Linked DNA regions of Sus scrofa: region 2 is linked to region 1. Evidence: chromatin contacts called from public HiChIP or PLAC-seq data. All regions are on one chromosome and are shown on one strand. Each heading gives the region's core, a stretch centred on a gene start, on an enhancer-like site or on the middle of the called end of the contact. The rest is flanking DNA. Distances are from core to core; before and after follow the strand shown.

The links. HiChIP or PLAC-seq counts read pairs in DNA pulled down with a chosen protein or histone mark.
Region 2: a contact with region 1 is called in an H3K27ac HiChIP or PLAC-seq map of alveolar macrophages. The contact joins two enhancer-like sites. A contact is called at or near these places in 1 of 47 Hi-C or Micro-C datasets (embryonic fibroblasts) and 1 of 2 datasets of contacts at active chromatin or transcription factors (alveolar macrophages).

The regions. Positions count from the first base shown.
Region 1 is chr4:14,225,422-14,229,029 of Sscrofa11.1, reverse strand. No RefSeq gene overlaps it. Among named protein-coding and RNA genes, the nearest start is that of TRIB1, 71 kb to the left of the region's middle. Within about 2 kb of position 1,554, at least 39 of the 83 cell types and tissues checked have an H3K27ac peak or open chromatin away from gene starts, as enhancers often do. A contact at or near this core is called in alveolar macrophages, where this site is marked.
Region 2 is chr4:14,417,312-14,420,919 of Sscrofa11.1, reverse strand. The region is part of intron 4 of NSMCE2 (E3 SUMO-protein ligase NSE2); the gene reads left to right. Among named protein-coding and RNA genes, the nearest start is that of TRIB1, 120 kb to the right of the region's middle. Within about 2 kb of position 1,674, at least 19 of the 83 cell types and tissues checked have an H3K27ac peak or open chromatin away from gene starts, as enhancers often do. A contact at or near this core is called in alveolar macrophages, where this site is marked.

The DNA of each region.
Region 1 (3,608 bases), core at 305-2,804:
GGCACCGTATGGAGAAAGGGTCCAGCCTCTGAGCTTACTTTGTGTGCATTCATGAACTAGTCCTTAAAGAGAAACATGTGACCTTGGGGCTTGGTGCCAGTTGGGGGAGTTTGGGTTGGGGCGTTGGTGTTGCTGTGAACACCATACTGGGGTTGTCCATCCACCAGCAAATATAGGTATTGAGCAATCGTGGCTTGCCAGTCACTATGCTGGTGCTGGGAGTGCAGCAGGAAGCCCTGGCCCTTCTGAGACTACATTCTAATGGAGGATAAGGCAATAAAAAAATACAGACATAGGGTCTGTTGTGCTGTGAAGGAAAATGAAGTGAGAACATGGAGAGGCACTAAGGTACTGATTCGGACTTAGAATCCTGAGGGATCTGGGGCAAAGGCAGGGGTAACAGGTGGTGCAAAGGCCCTGAGGTGGGAGGAAGAGAGGAGGGTGGGGGGAGAGTCAGGGAGAGGGAAAGAGGAAGAGCGGGGAGGAGACTGGAAGAGGAGAGAGAGAGAGAAGTGGTAAGACCAGAGAATTCACGAGTTTCCCCTGTGGTTCAGTGGGTTAAGAACCTGACTAGTATCCATGAGGATGTGGGTTCAATCTCTGCAGTGGGTTCAGACTCCGGCAGTTGCTGTGAGCTGCGGTGTGGATTGCAGATGCGGCTCGGATCCCGTGTTGCTGTGGCGTAGGCTGGCGGCTGCAGCTCAGATTCAACCCTCAGTCTGGGAACTGCCATATGCTGCAGGTGCGGCCCCTAAAAAAGAAAAAACAACAAACAAACAAACAAACAAGCAAAAAACCCCAGAGAATTCAGAGAGGTAATGAGGAAATGAAGAGGCCTGATCGTGGAAGGCTTTGTAGGCCAAGGGAAAGTTGAAGTTCAGCAACTCCTTCTATGCAACGTGATGGCTCGCCCTAGGTAACTAGTTTTCAACTCTAAAATGTCAGCTTTTGAAAAGCACCCACACCCAGGCCCACCCAGGATCTCTGGAGATGGGGCCTGAGCATCCATGTGGTGACAACTCTCTCCAACCCCCATCATATCTAACTGCTGGTGGCTAGAGAGGAGGAACACTGGACCGGAAGGGCCTCCTTCCAGCAGGAGGCACCCCCAGTGGGACACCACCCTCCCTCTTGTCCCTCTCAGTGTTCTCTGTAGGCTCAGACCAGCATCAGCCTCTGCCAGCAGCCTGCCTTCCCGTCGAACATCCAAATCTGCAGGAAGAGCTGATCAGCCGTGTCCGGGGCCTCCTTGCTGGCCACAGACCCTGGGACCAGAGGGCACAGGGCCGCGGCCACCCTTGGCCTTGGGAGATTTTGTTTACGGAGCACATTTCACTTCTACAGAGGCCCACAGCTGCGATCTTGCCTCATCACAGTTGCCAACTGTGGGGGGGCGGCCTTCACCCCCCGCCTGCTAGTTTCTCAAGTTCCTCTTTTGGGCATGTGCCTGTCCCTCCGAGTTCCCGTGGCTGCGTGGAAGTGGACTGAGGCCCAGAGGGTGACTAAGAGGGGAAGCCCCTGCGCCGAGGCTCCCAGCGGCTCCTGCATTGCGTAAGGGCTATTTTTGAGGCGATTGCAGACGATCTGATGAATCATAGCAAACACACATGGCTCTGGCGGTGGGGACAATCCTTCCTCATGAAGCTGTGGAAAGTGGAGCTTCTCAAAATGAATCAGCAGCAGCAGAACCCTGGGTCTGTGGGAGGTGGATGAGGGTGCAAATTACACATTTCCACAGTATTGGGGTGCGGCCTCTGGGAGCAGGGGCTGCGGGGACCCGAGCTTGTGGTTTCCTCCATGACTCAAAGGGCCTCCCTCACCCACTTGAGCCTGCCACTGGAACCGAGTGACCTTCCATCATGGAACAAAGTCCCTAGCACTTGCCGAGGAGTTGAAGATTGGAGAAAATCTGCAGGGGCACAGCTAGTGTAGATGCTTGGCCGTGACACACGCACAGGCTTTGAATCCAGAAACCCAGGAGGCCTCCCTTGAGTGGGGAGCCCGTGTGAGAAATTCTTGACCATGAGGAGAAGGCTCAAACAATTCCTCGGAGGGAGATGGGGAGGCCCTCCCTGCTCCCCCAAGCTCAGACTGGTGTGAACGGAAGGGCAGAGCTGTGTGGTGGTTGGGGCCTCAGACTATGGGATTAGACAATACTGGGTTTAGGGTCCAATTCCAATATGGCGACTCGGCACATGGGCCCAAGATATAGCTGAGTCTCCAGTTTTCTCATTTGTAAAATCAGGAAATATCTGCCTGGGAAGACTGTCATTAAGGACCCAGGAGGATTGCATGAGGCAGCAGGATATAGATGCTAAGAATCAGACTTTACAGCTTGAAGTTTAACTCCTTGTTCTGTGGCTCATTAGCTGTGTGTCCTTAAGCAGGTGACTTAACTGTCCTGTGCCCCAGCTTTCTCATCTTTAAAAGGGAATTATATTATAGCACCTTCCTCATGGAGTTGATAAATAAGCTAATATATATATATAATTGAAAGAAGGTGGCCCAGTATGTAAGTAAGAGTTCTTAATAAATGCTAGTATTGTTATATAAAGTAATTGTTATAGCATTGTCATAGATTTATTACAGACAGAGCACACAAAAATGTAGTTATTATTCATTGTTATCATTAAATTTTTTTTTTTTTTTTTTTAGAGAACTGGAGTGGATTTGGATAAAAGCTGAGGCCTGAAGGGGCATCAGAGAAAGGAAAATCTGAAGTCAGGAACAAGCAACACTCAGATTTGTATGGAACCACAGGGGACTCTGAATAGTCAACGCAATCTTGAGAAAGAAGAACAAAGATGGATACATCATGATCCCTGATCTAAAGCTATATTATAAAGCTATAATAACTAAAACAGTATGACAGGAGTTCCCATTGTGGCTCAGTGGTAACAAACCTGACTGGTATCTGTGAAGATGCGGGTTCCATCCCTGACCTCACTTGGTGCATTAAGGATCCTGGGTTGCTGTGAGATGTGATGTATGTCTGACACCAAAAGCAAAGCAAAAATAAACAAGTGGGACTACATCAAAATCATCTGCACAGCAAAGGCAACTATCAACAGAATGAAAATGCAGCCTGAAACGCAGAATGAAGATGAAACAGAATGAGAGAAAATAACTGCAAATCATATACCTGATAAGCAGCTATCAGGCAAAATATACAAAGAACTCATACAACTCAATAGCAAAAACCCAAACAACCTGATTAAAAAATGAACAGAGGACGTTTTCCCAAAGAAGACACACAGATGGCCAATAGATGCAGGAAAAGATGCTCAATATCACCAGCCATCAGGGAAATGTAAATCAAAACTACAATGAGATATCAGCTCACATTTCTTAGAATGGCTGTTATCAAGAAGACAAGAAATAGGAGTTCCCGTCATGGCTCAGGGGTTAACGAATCTGACTAGCATCCATGAGGACGCAGGTTTGATCCCTGGCCTTGCTCAGTGGGTTAAGTATCTGGTGTTGCCATGAGCTGTGGTGTAGGTCACAGACGTGGCTCAGATCCTGCATTGCTGCAGCTGTGGCGCAGGCCAGCAACTACAGTTCTGATTTGACCCCTATCCTGGGAACCTCCATATGCTGCAGGTGTG
Region 2 (3,608 bases), core at 425-2,924, 190 kb before region 1:
CTACTTCGCCTGCATGTGTGTCACGTTAATAGATACTAAACTGTTCCCTTTTCCTCAACCAAATCACAGACTAGAAATAGTGCAGGAGTAGGGAATATAAGAGAGAATGTGAATGCATGAATCAATGAATGAGTGAATGGGATAGCAGACCTCAAACAGGGGAGCAAATGGATGAGTTTTGTTATAGTAGGGTTTGGCTTTTTGTCTTTGTTTTTGTCATGTCATGGTAGCTTTTGTCAAAGCTTTTAAAGTTTCTTTTCCTCTGGTACATTCTTGCACACAGACCTAAGGCAATAACTGCTGAGGAGAGCCACACTCAAGGCTGGTTATTCCTGGAGGAAAATGGCCAAGATGTCTCTGTCATGGAACAAAAATGGATCAGAGATTTTGCTTGTTCTTTTCTGTTAAGAAATTAGGATAAAAAAGAATATGATACCAGTTTTCCTTCAGAAAGCCAAGCATTTCTGAGTACCTGTTTTATCCATAGAAAATACAGCATATATTTAGAAATTCGGGAAGTATTTTCTTTCTGATGCAAACAATGTTATTTATGGTCACTTATTCAATTAAATTACGAGAATCACTTCACTGGGCCATTTTACTCTGAGATGTCCTAAAATCAATGAATGAATTAATGTCTCTTTTACATTCACGCACACACACGCACACGCACACTTCCTACACACCCATTTTTAAGAGCCTCTCATACCATTCATGCTTTTTAGTCAAGGTAAGTGTCTGAGTATAATGTAACTGAAGTCACATTCCTATAAAAATGCCTTGCCAAAAGGCAGTTCTTTAAGCCAGTAATCTTCTCCAGCGTAAAACAGGCTCCCTGGAGTTTATCTCATCCAGTCCTTTCCCTGCAAGGGTAGCTGTTCTTTAGTCTGCCCCAAACAATCTCCACTAAGTAGCCGTCTTTGGTTGAGGCACCTCCTGGGACAGACGGCTTGTTCCTTTTTCAGGAAGTTCTAAATGGTCAAAATTAGTTCCTTCGTTAAGCCAGATGCTGTGTTCTCTGATGCCTGCTTTTCTAACTCTTCAGGAATGAAACACGGTGAAAACTAGGGTGGAATATCTTAATTAACAAACATTTATTACTTCCCAAAGGCAAAGCAATTATGGAATGTTTCAAAATATTACTCTGGGTGCTTCATAACATTAACCCTTAATGTGGAAGAAGCAGCACAGGCTTCGAAGTCAGATAAGAGCAAAAATAATGCTGACTGTATGCCAGGCACTGTTGTAAGCACTTTCTAGAAGTTAACTCATTAATCTTGACCACAGCCCTCTGAAATGTGTACTACTGATATCACCGTTTCTACCGATGAGGAGATTGAGACACAGAGTTAAGACGCTTGCTCAAAGTCACCGAGCCAGTAGGTGTCAGAGCCAGCTTTTGAAATGGGGCATTCTGGCTGAAGAGACCCTGCCTCTTGACCCCTGGGCTCTGTTGACTCAACCAGAGCATCACATCCCACACCCAAACCTCATTAGCCAGGCCATGCAAGGCCCTTCCCTAACCTGCCTTCACTTTAGTTTCCTCATCCGTAAAAATGAGCAAGGTTGTTGAAAGAATTCAGTGGAGTGCCATTGAACTTGACCAGTGGTTCTTCACATCTGTGGATCTGGTTTTTTGTTTTTTTTTAAGTTGAGGCCCCACCCAGAACTTCTGATTCATTTAAATACTTTGTGGTGTGTGGTTTGCAGTCACCGGTTTGAGACGCATGTCGACATTGCTTCAGAGTAAGCAGGGTGGGCCTTTTTTTTTTTTTTCATTTAATCTTCTTGATAACTACAGAATTCATTAAAACGTTAGGCAGGATGGATAGGATTAAGTTTGGGGTGACATTAAAGAGTCTGACTTTGTAATCGCAAGGGGGTGGTTCCTCAGATGTGTAAAATGTACTTCCTCGCCTCATTTGTGGCTGAAATATTTATCTTCCTGGATACTCAAGGCAGCACATCTCATGAAGAGCTGCTGCTAGGAATAAGGAGTGTGCTGTTTTTCCGCTTTATTTGATAGCTCCTTTACTGTGACCCACTAAACTATCCTGAAAGTAAACCCTTCAAAATATGAATAGCATCACCTCCAAATAGTTTGCATTTTTCATCTGTACATAGTGAGACTCAAGAAGTTATGAATGTTTAGGTTGCTTTGGCTTCTCATCATAAGTGCGTTGGCTGAATCAAGAGCAGATAACTTATTCCTCGTTATCTTTTGATGTGAGAAAGGAAGACCCCTAAAGAAAACCACACACTCCTCTTATACAGTTATTTAAAGAGAATTGGGGGCTGATTAAATTCGTCTAGAACAGCTGGAGAATCTGTGCGTGTGGCAGAAGAATGCCACGTAGCTGGAGGACTGTTACTCGGATCCTGTAATTTTGCCTTTTTTGAGCTGTAACTGGGTCACTTCAAGGGCTGTGTCATTTCAGATCTCAGGCCAAAGCAGATCAAAGATAACAAAGCAGATTCAGAATCTCAGAGGTTGTGGTATCTCAGTGGAGTGGTACTGTTCCATTCAACAGTCATTTACAGGACATTATTCATTAGGCACCAAGGATGCAAACGCAACAGACACTGTCCCCACCGTCAAGTGGACAGTCTGTGGGAAGGCGGGAGCAGGTGGTTTCTGTACAGTTGGGCAAGCGTCACGGTGGAGGGAGATGTGGGCACTTTGAGAGCGGAGAGGAGGGTTGCCACATCTTGCCTGGGGGAGGAGGCGAGAGGGTAAGGATGGGGCTGATCTGAGAAGGCTTCCTGGGGCACGGAGTGCCGAGATGAGATGGATCAGCACTCGCAGGGTGAAGAGGATAGGACATTCCAGCCAGCAGCCTCTGTATCCTCCTGAGCAGGTTTTGTTTTGGTTTTGTTTTGTTTGGGTCTTTTTGTCTTTTTAGGACCGCACCTGCGGCATATGGAAGTTCCCAGGCTAGGGGTCAAATCGGAGCTACAATTGCCGGCCTACACCACAGCCACAGCAATGCCAGGTCCAAGCCATGTTGGCTACACCACAGCTCATGGCAACACCAGATCCTTAACCCACTGGGCAAGGCCAGGGATCGAACCCTCATCCTCATGGATGCTAGTCGGGCTCGCTAACCACTGAGCCATGACGGGAACTCCTCTTGAGCAGTTCTTAATCATCCCACCTAACCAGCAGCATCAGCACCAAATAATGTCCTGTCTGACTCACTGACTTCCAATCCTCCCATTACTTGACTATTAAAGAAAAAATTCAACTCTGTATCTCCATGATTCGTGGATTTTATGAAGTATAAGTTCGAAGAAAAAACAAAGGCCCTTTGGACCTTTTTGTCCCTGAAATGAACAGTCTGCCTCCCCATTTGGCCCAACCTCCCCTGTCATAACTTGAGCAGGATTGGCTGGGGAGTGTGCTAGAACCCCAGCGGCCCGGGCAGGTGGCCCTGGGGGAAATCACCCACGTGCGTGGCCAGCGGCCCAAGGAGGGTGTAAAATGAGCAAGAGCCAGACTACAGGCATCATCCGAAGTAGTCAGCAGCCCTGAAGGTTGGCCCCCTAACCAAAAATATGAGGAAGCAAAATATTTTGCTGAAATATTTATCTGGCTGCTCTTGCGTCCA